Regions from separate parts of the Mus musculus genome. Here region 1 is linked to region 2. Evidence: chromatin contacts called from public promoter capture Hi-C data. All regions are on one chromosome and are shown on one strand. Each heading gives the region's core, a stretch centred on a gene start, on an enhancer-like site or on the middle of the called end of the contact. The rest is flanking DNA. Distances are from core to core; before and after follow the strand shown. Region 1 holds the start of Olfr281 (olfactory receptor 281). Region 2 holds the start of Zfp641 (zinc finger protein 641).

What was found. Promoter capture Hi-C pulls out the DNA fragments that hold promoters and counts their contacts.
Region 1: a promoter capture Hi-C map of embryonic stem cells shows a contact between it and region 2, with 5 times the contacts expected there. The contact joins the promoter of Olfr281 here to the promoter of Zfp641 in region 2. A contact is called at or near these places in 7 of 39 promoter capture datasets (3T3-L1-derived adipocytes, cranial neural crest, embryonic stem cells and 3 more) and 3 of 9 other capture datasets (adipose tissue, embryonic stem cells and liver).

What each region holds. Positions count from the first base shown.
Region 1 is chr15:98,454,944-98,458,989 of GRCm38.p6, reverse strand. Olfr281 (olfactory receptor 281) reads right to left here and starts at 2,678. Exons shown (of 1, transcript NM_146280.1): 1 at 1,743-2,678. The coding sequence starts at 2,678. The coding sequence ends at 1,743.
Region 2 is chr15:98,294,503-98,298,438 of GRCm38.p6, reverse strand. It overlaps Zfp641 (zinc finger protein 641), which reads left to right and starts at 2,278. Exons shown (of 6, transcript NM_173769.4): 1 at 2,278-2,384.

The DNA.
Region 1 (4,046 bases), core at 1,429-3,928, 160 kb before region 2:
CTTAAAAATTCAATATCCGTAAAGTCCAAAGTCTCTCAACCATGGGCTACTGTATAATCAGAAATAAATTAAATACTTTCTTACTCAAAGTAAGAAAGGGAAGAAGCAGGGCACAGTCACAATCCGCACAAAGCAAAACAAGACTCCAAAAGTGTAGAGAACTCAATGCCCACTCAGGATCTTCTGGACTCCTCCACAGGGCTCGCTTGTATGGTTCTGTCTTCCGTAGCACACACAGTTTGTCTTCCAGGCACCAGCTGGCTCCACTCCATTGTTGCTGCTGTTCTTGGTGGTCATCACATGGTACTGGCATCTACAATACACTGGAGTCTTCTGCTGCAGCTGGGCTGCACTTTCACCAATAGCCTCTCCTGGACTCTCTTCATGGTGCTTCAATTTCTCTTTATGATCTCTTCAGTCCTGGAGTTTCAACTGATACTGAGGCTGCACCTTCACCAATGGCTTCTCCTGGCCTCTCACAGTGCCAAGCCTCGGCTGCTCTCCATGACCCCTTCATGCCTTCAAAACCAGTACTACCTGGGTGACTTTTATATTCCCAACCTTGGCTGCCTCTGGAACACAGCTTGTGTGTACCAACCCTGAGGCATGTTCCTAGAAGGCCTGGGATGCTGATCTCTTCTTAATCATAGCCAGTTCTTCAACTCCAGGTAACCAGCATCCATTGTCCCAGCAAAGCAAAGGTCTTACTTTAGTGGTTCTGGTCTCTTGTTAATCACAGCTGATTCTTCAGCTCCAGATGATCAGACCATACACTCTTTACACAAATGTCCCTGCAGAGTCCTTGCTTCCCTCTGAAACTCCAGAAGCTGGGTGTCTGTCTTCTGCACTGCTCTTAATCGTTTTCCAAGATCCCACAAAACAGCCCACTGAGCTCTCAACATTCAATTGCTTTTCTAGCCCAAAGTTTTAAAGTCCTTGCATAACCCTCCCTGAAGCAAGACTGTCAGGTCTGTCACAGCAATACCCTGTGGGCATGGTATCAATTTCTGTTCTAGTTAGGGTTACTATTGCTCTGATGAAACACCACGACTAAACTTGGGGAGAAAGGGCCTATTTCAGCTTATACTTCCAGGTAACAGTCTATTACTGAAGGAAGTCAGGGCAGGATCTCAGACAGGGCAGGATCTTGGAGGCTGGAGCTGATGCAGAGGCCATGGAGAGGTGCTGCTTACTGACTTGCTCCTCATGGCTTGCTCAGCCTGCTTTTCTGTACAGAACCCAGGACACCCCCACCCCCACTAATAGTAACTACAGAACATAAGGTCATGAAATTTAGATTGGGGACATGGGAGGAGTTGGAGGGAGAGAGGAGAGATAGAAATGATATAAATTCAATATCAAATTCTTAAAAAAATAAATTAAAAATGCATGAAGTTGGGGATGGGGTGGTGGTATGGATGTTGAAGAAGTGAGAAGAAAGAGTAAGGGTGAATATGATCAGAAAACATCGAATGAACTCAAAATTAATAGAAATATTTTAAAAATAAGGTATCAATTTAGGGGTTATAACTCTCCACTGTGTAACTTAGGAAGAAAGTTGTAGAAACATTAGAGAACAAAGCAAAGAAAGGAGAGGTTGTATAATACTTATCTAAACACAGTTTTATATACTTTTTCATTGTTAACCTAGCCAGGGAGAGCGGTATAGGCCTCCCTTTAAGTCAGTGGTCTAAAAAACGCTTGGCCACATTGAATCATCCTGCCATTCCGGGCCTTTGCAGTCACTCCAAGTATCGCAGGCACTTCCCTAATGTCCTTCTCACAGCGGCCTTCACCTCCTGGTTCTTCAGGCTGTAGATGAGGGGATTTAGCATGGGCGTGACTGCGCTGTACTGCAAGGAAGAGAGCAAGTCCAGAGAAGAGCCAGATGTGGGCATAAGATAACGAATCAAGCCGGACCCGAAAAACAGGACCACGGCTATGAGGTGAGAAGAGCAGGTGTTAAACGCCTTGCTTCTCCCCGTGGTGGATTCCATGCTCAGCACGGTGGATACAATGCGGGCATAAGAAAAGAAGATTGGGAGAAAGGTCCCCAGCCCGTGCAGCAGGGTAGAGCAGATCAAGATGTCCACGTTGATGGAGATATCTGAGCAAGACAAAGGAAAGAGAGAGGGTAACTCACACGTGTAGTGGTGTATGGTGTAGGCCTCGCAGAAGTCCAGGTTCACCGCCAAGAGCACAATGACTACTGAACTGAGAGAGGCCAGGCCCCATGAGAGCAAAACCAACTTCAGACAGAGTTCGTTGCTCATCATCTGCCCATAGAGTAGCGGGTGGCAGACAGCCGCGTAGCGGTCGTACGCCATCATTGACAGAAGAAAGGCTTCGGTTCCCGCAGTGATGAACACGAAGAAGACCTGAGCCAGGCAGCCCTCTACAGAGATGGTTTTCTTAGCAGACAGCAGGTCCTTCAGCAGCTTCGGTACCGTGACGGATGAGAAGCAGAGATCCAGGAAGGACAGGTTACTTAGGAAGAAGTACATGGGCGTGTGGAGGTGGGAGTCAGCCGTGATCACCAGCAGCATCGTCAGGTTCCCCGTCATGGTGAGGACGTAAATCCCCAGGAACAGCGCGAAAAGTAGAGCCTGGATCAGGGGGTCGTCAGAGAGCCCGGTGAGAACGAACTCCGTGATGACGCTGTGGTTGCTCCAGGCCATTTGTGGATGGCACGTCCTTGGGATAAAGTAGAAAGAGATGACATCTCTAATCATGTGACCATGTCCTTTAGGGTCCCTCTGCTTTGTCTGGACTCTGCCCAGGCATCTTAGAGCTGCCCTTACCTGTATCTCTGTTGAAGTTTCAGATCCTGTTAGCTCATCATTGATTTCAGGTCACAGTGCTCACAAGCTTCAAGGGACTGCTATCTGCTCCTCACCGGCATTTACAGGAAAAGAGAGTGTCTCTGCACCCTCCGCTTACTCAGACACTTAGCTCCTACTGCACTCTTTACGGTTCAGAAACTTAAAGATGTGTAGCACATATTTGCAGAGACTATTCTCCTCTGTCTGTCTGTCTGTCTGTCTGCCTGCCTGCCTGTTTGTCTGTCTGTCTCTGTCTCTCTAACTCTGTCTTTCTGTTTTGCTGTCTCTCTGTCTGCCTCTCTGTCTCTTTCTGTCTCTGTCTCTCTTTTGTTCAAAGTCATTCAATGTCTCCTTACCACGGCCAACTCCATTAAGTACCGTGGACACACAGTTCCTGGGGTCATGACCTCACAGTGGCAGGTGAAAATGTATTTCTATAAGATTAGAAGAAGATGGGTGTGGTGGTGAAGACTTAGATCTCAGCACTTTAGAAGCTAAGGCAGGAGGATCGCTATGAGTTCCGGGCCACTTTGGCTAATCTCAGGTATGAAATAAAAAGTTACCTAAAAAAAAAAAAAAAAAAAAAAAAAAAAAAAAAAAAAAAAAAGAAAAGAAAAAAGAAAAAACAAAAGAGAAAGAAAGAAAGAAAGAAAGAGAGAGAAGGAACCATGGGTATAATGAGACTACTTTTAGTTATCTTTATGACAGTGAAGTCATAAAATATAAATTAAGTTTTTATGTAAAAGCAGCTGGTGTGTACGGAAGTCCCAGGGACCTCATACACCGCACACTTCACTTCCTCAGTCACTGTCTCGGCTGATTTCAAAGAAAATCCGAACCTGGGAGAATAGCTAGACACTTCTTATCCCTAGACAGAGCCCCCCCACCCATATTTTTCCTGTGAGAATTTTGATACCCAAGGATATTTCTGTAATGCCAGCATGGCAACTTGTAAAAGAGCAATAAATTAATGACACAATTTTCCTTTGGTTGTCATCTCAACGTCTAGCTTGTATCACAGTGACAATGACAAGCTAGGATTTCTTACTATGATATGTGTGCATCTTTAATCTTTTAGCCATTCTGCTTATTTTTGACGTAAAGAGATTTGCTTCTTTTTCTGTCATTGTTTGCATTTCCTGCCACTTTAAATATACCCTCCTTTTAATTTCACGAATCTAAACTTCCATGGGTTTCTTAACATCACCTAAAAGACTACTTAAA
Region 2 (3,936 bases), core at 1,029-3,528:
ATAAGTGACCCCCCAAACTCTACCAGAGAACTCCTACAGCTGATAAATACCTGTAGAATTATGGAAGTATATGGAAGTGACCCTAGCTGAGATTTCTACTAGAGGGGGATATGGAAATTGAAGTGGCCACCTCCTGTAGCCAGCAGGACTTCCAGAGGAGGAGGGGGACATCAATCCACCCACAAAACCTTCGACCCAAAATTTATCCTGCCTACAAAATGTGCAGGGATAAAGATGGAGTAGAGACTGAGGGATCAGTCAGCCAATGACTGTCTCAACTTGAAACACAACCCATGTGAGAGCGCCAACCCCTGACACTTTTAACGATACTCTGCTACACTTGCAGACTGGACTCTCGCCTAACTGTCTCCTGAGAGGCTTCCTCCAGCAACAGATAGAGACAGGTGCAGAGACCCACAGCCAAACATCAGGCAAAGCCCGGGGAATTTTGTGGAAGAGTGGGGGATAGAAGTGAGCAACTTGGAGAGGTCAAGGGCACCACAAGAAAATCCACTGAGTCATCTAGCCTGGAACAATGGGGGGACCACAGAGCCTGGGCCACCAACCAGAGAACATGCAGGAGCTGGACCTAAATCCCCTACACATTTGTAACAAATGTGCAGCTTGGTCTTCATATGAGTCCCCAGGCAAGTGGTGTGGGGGCTGTCTTGGTTTCTGTTCCCTGCCATTGGATTCCCTTCCCCTCTACTTGGACTGCCTGGTTGGGCCTCAGTGGGAGAGAAAGTCCTCCTGGGACTAGGTAGATGTCTCAGGGTAGGGTGGTACCCAAGGGGTGTCCTTCTTTGAGAAGAGGAGGGGGCATTGGAGAGATTGTAAGGGTGGGACTGGGAAGAGAGGAGAGGTGAGGGGGGCCATGATCAGGATGTAAGATGAATTTTAAAAATAAAAAGAAAGAAAGAAAGAAAGAAAAGCCAAGAAAAATATTTACTTTGCATGCGTATAACAAACTCTAAAGATTACTCAGGAGAAAAATTTTGGAGAGCACTTATCCACATTAGAGAAGTTAACAGTAATTGTTTTCTAATAAAAGTCACTTTTATTGTCGCTATAAATAAATAAATAAATAAATAAATAAATAAATAAATAAAGTATTTTCAGAATTGATCCCTAATGCTGCTGACAGGTCAGCCACAGCTCTCTTCCCTCTTACTCATGAACAAGACTATTCTAAGGCCACTTGAGACAGTGGAGACACTAGGTAAAAGATGCCTGGCCCTTTCATAAAAACCAAGAGCAGAGATCCTGCTCCCACTGGCTTTCACACCATTCACCCACAACATGCCGTGAATGGTATGAAAAAGTCTATACTAGAGTCACGACACTGATATGTTGTTGGATTACACTGATAACCCCATGTCTCCTGCTTAAGCAAGAATTTCCAAGCCTGGTGCTGGGGCTGAGGATAGACATTCTGGTCCAACCATGCTCACACATCCCACGAGCTGCTCCTAAGAACGCCCTCTATACCTGTTGCCAACTGCAGGTCTCCTTTCATATATATATATATCTTTCTTATCCCATCGTTCCCGCTCCTTTGCTTATTTCTGTGAGTCTCTGACATCCCTGCTAAACGCAATCTCTTCTCTTTGCTTCTATCCTAGTTCGGAGTAGATTTTTAAAAGAAATACGTATCACATAGTTTATGGCAGACAGCCTTTGGCACATGTCTCCACTGATAGGCTGTACGATTTTGCAGAATGACTGTGATAAAACAAACGTTAACGTTTACAAGCTAGGTTCTTTCTACCATTATCTGTTTTGTAGGTCTTTCTGGTCTTTTCCAGCCAACAGAAATCAATCTGTCGCAAGTCACATTTGTAATATGTAAAACTAACACACTTAACCTAATGTAGCTTCGATATTACGTTTTTAAATATCAAGTCGTCTAAATGTGCAGTGCACACTTGTAGCCCATGTCTCTTCAGGTCTGAAGGCAATGCAGCAAGCATCACTGCCCACTTCACACAGCACCATCTTGTTGGAGCCAACGTGAAGGAAGGCATCATTAGAAGTCCACTGTCCAGTCGGGTTTGGCAGTCTGTCTGTCTGGAGGGTTAGTCCTAGGGGAGGGTTCCAACCCTCTTGAACTCCCACCCCCGCCCCCACCCTACCGCCAGGCGCCGTGGGAGGTCGCAGGCGGTGGGCGGGGCCCCGGGAGCAGCAAAGCCCGTGGGCTGTGGCGACAGGAGTGTGGGTCCAGCGGTCCTCTCCACCCGTGCCCGCCCCCGCCCGCACCACGGAGCCCCGGAAGCGGCGGGATTTCCTGTGCCCGCCCCGCGCCGGCCCTGTCGCTTGTCGCTTGCTGTGCGGGCCGCGGGCTCGGCCGCGCCGGGCGGGAGGTAACGCCAAGGGGCCGAGCCGGGGTGAGTGAGGCTGGGGTGCGGGCGGGCGTGGAGGAGGGCACCAGCCTGGCCGTGGGAACAGTGGCGTCGGTGTCGCATGCCTGGTCCCGCCGCTGTCACTTGCGTGGGCGTCCCCGCAGCACCTTTCTGTCACTTGGTATAGCCCCTGCTCGCGGGAACCTGTTTTCTAGTCCCACTTAGCCAGTTCCCGAGTCTTCTGAAATCTGACCCTCCCGGGGGTGCTGAGTCTGACTCAGAAGAAACCTTATTCTGCTGTGGGCTCGGGGCCCAAGGTGCCACACCCGCGATGGCAGGGCCACTGAGCCACTCTTCGTCCCTGTGCCCTTGGGCCACTCTTTGATACTAAGGCCCTGTCTCTGTCCAAAAGAACTCGCTGAGAAAAAAAAAAAAAAAAAAACTTCAGCAGGTGCCCTGCCTCCCAGATACATAACCAGGCAAAAGAAATGAAAGCCCAAGAACCCAGGCTCCAGCAGACTTGGGATCATCCTGAACTAGGGACAAGGAAAGATAGAAGACAGGTTAAGGTGGGAGCCCAGGTGCTGGCCCTGCCAGGAGCACCCTAGGAAATGCAGGCAGGTGACAGTGATCCATGCCATCCTTTGCTCCCGGTTCCCCCTAACATTTCCACAGGTTTTCTGTCATCCAGCTGGCCCAGTGCGCTCTGCAGAATCAGGCCAGGGTGTATCCCTGAGGCCCCAAAGCCATCTTTGAGCTTCAATGATGGAAGAGGAATTTGTTCTTTCTGTACATTGTAACTGGCCTGGGGTCTGCTGTAGCCTTTCCCAGCCTCCTGGGTTCCTGCAGATGTTACTGGATGATCCTGTGAGCTAAAATAGCCCTGGGATTCTGTATATGAGTACCCTGTCACTGTCTTCAGGCACACCAGAAGAGGGCATCGGACTCCATTACAGACGGTTGAGCCACCATGTGGTTGCTGGGAATTGAACTCAGGACCTCTGGAAGAGCAGTCAGTGCTCTTAACCATTGTGCCATCTCTCCAGCCTGCCCCTGAAATTCTGACTTGTTCTAGGGAGATTATTGGTCGCTCCGTCTACATAGAAAGGGAATAAAAATGACAGACATGGATTGCCACGCAGTAAGTTGTTCCACAGTCATTATCAAATGGGACCTGTCTTGCTCTAGGATTGTTGTGGACTCTAGAAAACAAACAGAAACGAACAAATACTAGCCTAAGTCTTTCCTGTGATCAAAACCATTTATTCTGTTTGATACATAGACATATTTACAGGTGGCCTGACTGGCCGACCCTCTGTTGCTTATCAAGCCCAAACTATGTCTGTTGGTTTAGCTTTTCCAGAGGCTGGGTTTCCTGCCCTTTTCTTGATTCGAATCTCTTCCTGTGAACAAACACTGGCTTCCCCATACCGTTCTTGAAGTTGGATATATTCTTTGTAAGGCACTGTGACCGGTGCCTGTCACACACTTCAGCCCACAGGGATGCTTATTCCCTGTCACACTGTATGAGTGACGCCACCTTCCAGCTTCCCAGGGTCTCTCCACATGCTGATCTTTCCATGATCTCCTTTAAACT